Regions from separate parts of the Oryctolagus cuniculus genome. Here region 1 is linked to region 2. A link is a contact called in public Micro-C data. All regions are on one chromosome and are shown on one strand. Each heading gives the region's core, a stretch centred on a gene start, on an enhancer-like site or on the middle of the called end of the contact. The rest is flanking DNA. Distances are from core to core; before and after follow the strand shown.

Region 1 (2,984 bases), core at 440-2,939, 230 kb after region 2:
CCCATGAGCTCTGGACTTTTTCATAAGATTCCCGAAACGCACATATATGTTTTAAACATTTATTTGGAAGGTAGAGAGACACAGAGTTAGCGAGACACACGCACACACCCAGAGATGGGTCTCCATCCACTGGTTCACTCCTCAGATGCCCACGACGGCCAGCGCTGGGCCAGGCCACAGCCGAGAGCCTGCAGCTCTACCAGGGCTTCCCTCGTGGGGGCGGGACCTCCACGCCTTGAGTGTCACGTGCTGCCTTTCCCCTCCCCCTCCCCTACCCCGGGGCCTTCTGCAGCCAGTCGCTGGCTTCCTCCTGCCGCGTGTGACTCTAAGGTTCTTTTTTATGAGTTCTTTTAGATATTTACTTATTTGGGAGACGGGGGAGGGAGATCGATCTTCCATGGTCCTCCACGTGGGCGGCAGGGGCCAGGGCCTCCCGGGATGTGTGTTTGCAGGAAGCAGGAGTAGAAACCAAAGCCGGGAGGCGCACCCAGGCGCTGATACCCAGCCAGCATCTCAACCACCGGGCCAAATGCCCGCTCCTCTTTATCTTTATAGAGCAAAACTGCAGAATTCCAGGTGCCCCCTGACTCACCGCGGGGGTTAAGTTGGACACACGCATTTCAGCCTGAGCCGGGCAGAGCCATCTAACCCAGCGCCTGACTGGCCCCCCAAGCGCCGCCCAGCTGCTGTAACTTATGGAACATCGCGCTGCGGGTGGGACGCACCCGCGGTTCTGGGGGCCCGGCCTCCGCCGCAGGGGACCGCGGAGACACGATTCCCGGACTGTCGGTCACGACTGGAACGTTCTCCAGCGGCTCCCCCGCCCCCGACTGCGGCAGGTGCACCGCTGTGCGCTGTGTGCCGCGGCCTCGCCTCCTATAGACCCACTCTCCTCTCGACTACACCCGCGATTTCCTAACTGGGACGAAAGGACGGCCGGCAAAGGCCCGGCGCCGGGCGCTGGACACGAAGGAGACCAGGGCCGCACGCAGGGCCCCGCGCCCACCCGCTCCGCGGACCCTCTGGTCGGTACCAGCCCCGTCCCCAGGATCCCGGCGAGCCCAGGCGGACAGGCCCAGTCCCGGCGGGCGCGAAGGAGGACCGACGCCCACACCCCGCCCTGCCCCGGCGGCCGCCGTAGTGGCGGCTTCTGCCCGTCGTGACCGAGGATGGACGCTAACGGCCGTGGCTCGGGCCTCGGAGCTTGGGCCCGGTTCCCGCCCAAACTACAACTCCCAGAGGCCTCGGCGGCGGGGACGAGCCGGGCTCTCCGAGGCCTGGGCCTCCACGTGGCCGCCCCCACATGCACGGCTGCCTAGGCGCCCCACTACCCCCGCTACTCGGATCTTGGTTTGGGGGCGCGAGAAGGACAAGCGCTTGGACAGGCCGCGAGCCCCGACTGCCCTTCCCACAATGCTCCGGACACACGTCACTTCCGGAGGCGCCCGCCCACGAGTGCTGTTGCCATGGAGACCGGTGCTAGGCCATTTGGGCCCACGAAGCCCGCGAACGGCAGAGTGGACGCCGGAGAAGCGAGCCAGAGACTGGAGGAACGGGCACTCGGGCCGGAGGGCCGCCTTGAAGGAGTACGCCCCCTTCTGCTTACCTCTCTCGTATCCCACGACCTCCCCGGGTAGAGCGGGCATCGCATGGCCCTCTGGGAAGCGCCCGCGGCGGCGCTCGGAGCATTCTGGGAAATGTAGTCACCTGCGGCGCTGACCAGGCACGCCGAGGACGCAGCCTTCGCGTCCACTCGCGCGCACATTTTGCCCCCTGTCCCTGGTACTGTGACTCCCCTGGTGCCGTTGGCGACGGCGGAGCGGTACCCGGCGCGCCGGCTTCCCGGGGAGCGGCGCTCGCTCTGCCTTGCGGGTGTCCGGTGTCCGGTGCTGATCAGCGGCTGGTGGGCCCGGGTCTGGGTCGCCCCACCCCGGGCTGAGGTGTGCGTGTGGCCTCACCTGCCATCTCCATCACCCGCTGATCGTGCACAGGTCGTTCCTCATTCATTCCTCATCCGTCAAGACCGCTGACACCAATTTTTTAAGATTTATTTATTGATTTGAGAGGCAGAGTTACAGAGAGAGTGAGAGGTCTTCCATCCGCCTGTTCACTCCCCCAATGGCCATAATGACCGGAGCTGGGCTGATCTGGAGCCAGGAGCTTCTTCCAGGTCTCCCATGCGGGTGCAGGGCCCAAGCACTTGGGCCATCTTCTACTGCTTTCCCAGGCCACAGCAGAGAGCTGGATCAGAAGTGGAGCGGCCGGGACTTGAACCGGCGCCCATATGGGATGCTGGCCACAGCGCTGGCCCCACACTTTTTTTTATGCCAAGCTCAACTCACTGCTTCCTACCAGTTACACCCCCACCCCCGCCCCCTAAAAAGGGCAATGCATTCCAAGCAGTCGGAGTCCCGCGGTAGCTGCAGCCCCACGAGGGCCCGCGATGGTTTCTGGGTCAGAAACCGGGTTCTGTGTGTCTACAGGACAGCTCAGAGAGGGCTAAGGCGGCCTCTCGCGAGAGCTCCCCGGGACCTTTTAGAATCAGGGGCGAAGTCACGCGTGGCTGTGTGCATGTTCAGAACGTGTCCCAGGACTCCGCCGAGACTGTCGCTCGTGGGAGAACGGTGGAGCCTGGTCCGGCTGAGGAAGCCACGGTGAAACCATGCCGTCCTTCTGTCTGCAAAAGCAGGGTTTCTGCCCTGCGCGTTTCTTTAACGTCCTTGGTGACGGCGTTTGAGACGCGGAAGCCCGTGTTTTGTGCCTGGGGAAGGAGTGTGGTTCTTTAAGCATCGGCTGGGGCGGAGAAACCCGTGCGATTCTCAGCGGTGAGGCGGGGCAGGCAGCAGGCAGGATCCGCGCTCCGTTCCTTACGGTGCCTAAGAGCCTCAGAATTCAGTCATTTGCTGGGCTCCACGAAACACGACGCCGGTTCTATCAGCAGCAAACCTGCAGACCCTCTCCCGGGAGCCTCTGCCTCCACCGGG
Region 2 (3,422 bases), core at 471-2,970:
AAGTCTGCCACACGGAAGAACTGAGTTTCTAACACACGAACTTTTGGGCGACACAGACACACCCCATTGCTATCACCACCTGGATCCTAATTGAGGCTAACCAACCAGCTGCGTGCTGGCAAGAAACGGAGGCAGTCTATGACACCAGCCCAGCGGGCACTTACAGTCCAGGGGAGAGAGGAGGCCGAGTCACACGGGCAGTCAGTGGTCACCACAGCAGGGTAATAGAGTCAGCCGGGTAGAACTCTTGGTAACAGGCAGCAGAAACAAGTCTGGCTGATGGAGCGCTGTGGGGAGAGGGGCGGGCAGAGAGGGAGGCTCAGGGAACCAGGACAGCCAGAGACCCAGGTTGGAGGGGGGTCCCACACTAGCAACAACCCCCGCCTTGTGCCCGTGCCCCCACCCACCCCTTCACTGGACACCATCCCTGCCGCCCTGGACCCACTGACCCTCTGCGGGAGCCGTACCTACCCCCCATCACGTCACACCCACCTCCTTCCCCTCCTGGCCCAAAATCTAGAAAGGTGCCCCTCAAAGACGGGCAGGGCTCTGCGGTGGCGGGGGCGGGGGGTGGAGCTGGACATTTCAAAGGCTCCCTTGCGGGGGCAGTGGTTGGCCCATCTCCCCCTAGACTCACAAAGCGGGGGGACTCCCAAACTCCAAGGCGGGGGTTGAGAGCCTGAGAGGTGACACAGAATGACAAACACCCACCACCGAAAGCATCCAATTGTTCAGGGCTGTTAGAACAGCACACGGATTGCTCGGGAAGAAATAAAAGGAGTTTAAAAAAAAATAGAGATGATTGCAAATGACACTACGCACTCCCTCGTTAGTCACTTAATAGCTGTCTCGGTTATCAACTTGACGGGTGCCGCATCACGGTGCGTGCGTTCAAGTAACTCTTAATAATGGCCCCAAAAGGCAAGAGTAGTGATAAGGGCAATTTTCTCCCAGCATATTGTTATAATTTTTCCATTTCAACCTCTTACGGTGCCTTATTTATAGATTAAACTCTATCAGAGCCTTGGGTTATGGGGTGGGGGGAGACACGGTCTATCTATGCACACGGCTTCAGGTCTATCTGCAGGGGTCTCGGAGCACAGCCTAGGAGAGGAGGAGGGGTCCCGGCCACGTTGCCCATCGGGACACCACGTCACGGCCTCTCTCGGCCCTCGGACACACACACACACACACACACACACACGCGTGATGCAACTGGGTCTAAGGTATCGGAGCCTTGGGATTCTGGCCCCACTGACCCTCCGAGCCTCTATTTCTCTTTTACATTCCCTGGGGGCGCCCCTTCCTGTGTTGCATTCCTCTCGCTTCAAGAGAGGCCAGCGTCTCGAAGCTTCTCCACAGACGGCGCGCGCCCCGTCCGTCTCGCCACCCCGCCGCCCAGTTAGCCACAGCCTTTTGCCCCTTCCCACACCTAACGCCCACCCTGGGCCTCCTCACCAACTCCCAGGACCACCCCACCCACCTCGCACCCCTTTTCCCGCCTTTTGCCCCCACAAGGCCCCGAAGCGCGAGGACCACGCCGGCCTCCTCCCCCATCCTCCGAGCCAACCCACGGGGGCAGCTTGTTTCCATGACGACCGAGCTACTCGAAGCCGAAGTCGAGGACCTGGTTGCCATGGCTTCCGCTTCTCCGCCTCCAGCCCCGCCCGCGCGGCCCCCGGCGCCGGCGCATGCGCAGAGCGCCGCGCGGTGGCACTCCGGGCCTGGGCGGGACGGGGCGGGGCTTCAGCCGAGAGGGAGGGAAGAAGGCGAGAGGATAAGAAAGGGAGTGGAGCTGGCGCCTACGGTGGCCGAAGAGGGACGCGCCGAGCCGGAGGCTGCAGGATGGTAGGCTGTGCGAAGAGCGAGGGGAGGGGGAGCCGAGGAGCGTGGGCTGCACCTGCGGGGGTCCTCGGGGGCCGCCCTCGGAGTGAGCCGCTTTTTCTTCCCTCTGGTCCTCAGAGGGCCTCCCTTAGCTGGGCGAGTGGGCGAGCCGGCCTCGGAAGCCAGAGCTGGAAATGGCACTCGGGAGGGAGCGACGCGGGGAGGGGGCGCCTGTGTGGGACGGGAGGAGGCTGACTAGAGGGCGGCGGGACGGTCGGGAGCCGGGAGGCGCTCTCGGGTCTCCGGGCAAGGGGTCCCGACCTCGGCCGCAGGGAAGCCGGGCGAGGGAGAGAGGGGCGCGGGCGGCCGTGTCCGCGAGGGAGGGAGCGGGGTCACCGAGACCCTTACTCCGGGGCGGCCCGCACCTGCGCGGGGGCCGCGGGGCGCGCGCGGTGTGCGAGGGAGTAGTTTCCGGGTCCGGGAGTGCCCGTCCTGCCCCGGTTCTTGGCCATGCTTGCGGGGAGGCCGGGCCGAGGTGGGGAGGTGGAGTGGGCTCCAGGTTTTGCTCCCGGGGACCCGGGTTCTGGGCTCCCCAGATCTGGTGCTCCTCGCTGTCCAGCCCGCCCCCGTCCCACTCTCTTTCCGGCACCCAGGCCTTCCGTCTTCCTGCTCCTTCGCCGCCACCTGCTTATCTTAGCCCCACACGGATCCCCTGTCCCTGCTCCCCCTCCCCCCAAATAATCCAGTTCTCTCGAACCCTGATTCTTGCCCCTTAAGCTACTACTACTGCACACACCCAGGGGTTCCAGCTCTGGTAGCGTCCATGGGAAGACTCCAGGATGTGGCTCTGGACTCCCAGCTGGGCAGCTGGGGATGCACTTCTCACTACCCAGCTTTCTCTGGGTCCACACACGTTTCCTAGGGGAGCCACCCTGGGTGTGCAGCTCCTAACTGGAATGGGCTCCGGGTGTCTGGGGAGGCGTGGGCTGTCAGAAGCACCCACTGGGAAAGGAAAGAAAAGTTAAGAGGAGCATAGCAGGAATGCTGGATGGCTGCAGAGAGTTGGCTGAGCGTGCCAACATCAGGTGGGCTGTTGGGGGTACTGCGCTGGGCACGGGGCTGGCCCTGGGGGGCAGGGCAAGCTTGGGACATCAGTAGGCAAAGGATGGAAGATTGAGGTAGCCTCTGGAGGCACAAAACACCCAGCTTCTGCCCAGGGCAGTGTGGAAGAGGGTATCCCTGTGCTGTCAGCTGTGTGCTGCCCTAGTCACTGTAGTGTGCATTTCACTCTGGGTAACAGGGTTAGGAAGAGGAGGCCGGGGAATAACAGTGCGAATACGTAATGTGCTACAGCGCCTGCCTTGTGCCAACCACCGTCATCAGCTCCTTTGATCCCTCCTAACAACTCCGTAAGGATGTCCTTACAGTTAGGGAAACTGAGACCTGGCGGCAGAAAGTAATTTGCCAAGGCCATGCCCGACCGGTAGAGCCGGGATTTGACCCGAGCGACAGACACAGGCCGTCTGCTGATGGGAGCACCCCAGTCGACAGCAAGGGGCTGAGTAGAAAAAGGGCAGGGCTCCCTGACGGTCGGCTCC

What was found. A called contact is a pair of places that touch in the nucleus more often than the background predicts.
Region 1: a Micro-C map of ear pinna shows a contact between it and region 2, with 3 times the contacts expected there. The contact joins the enhancer-like site here to the promoter of AP1S1 in region 2. A contact is called at or near these places in 2 of 6 Hi-C or Micro-C datasets (ear pinna and an unstated tissue).

What each region holds. Positions count from the first base shown.
Region 1 is chr19:43,445,297-43,448,280 of mOryCun1.1, forward strand. No RefSeq gene overlaps it. Among named protein-coding and RNA genes, the nearest start is that of IFT22, 9.7 kb to the right of the region's middle. Within about 2 kb of position 1,690, at least 7 of the 8 cell types and tissues checked have an H3K27ac peak or open chromatin away from gene starts, as enhancers often do. A contact at or near this core is called in ear pinna, where this site is marked.
Region 2 is chr19:43,214,097-43,217,518 of mOryCun1.1, forward strand. It overlaps AP1S1 (adaptor related protein complex 1 subunit sigma 1), which reads left to right and starts at 1,721. Exons shown (of 5, transcript XM_002722817.5): 1 at 1,721-1,848. The coding sequence starts at 1,846. It overlaps LOC103345696 (a long non-coding RNA gene), which reads right to left and starts at 1,673. Exons shown (of 3, transcript XR_011384564.1): 1 at 1,484-1,673; 2 at 165-287.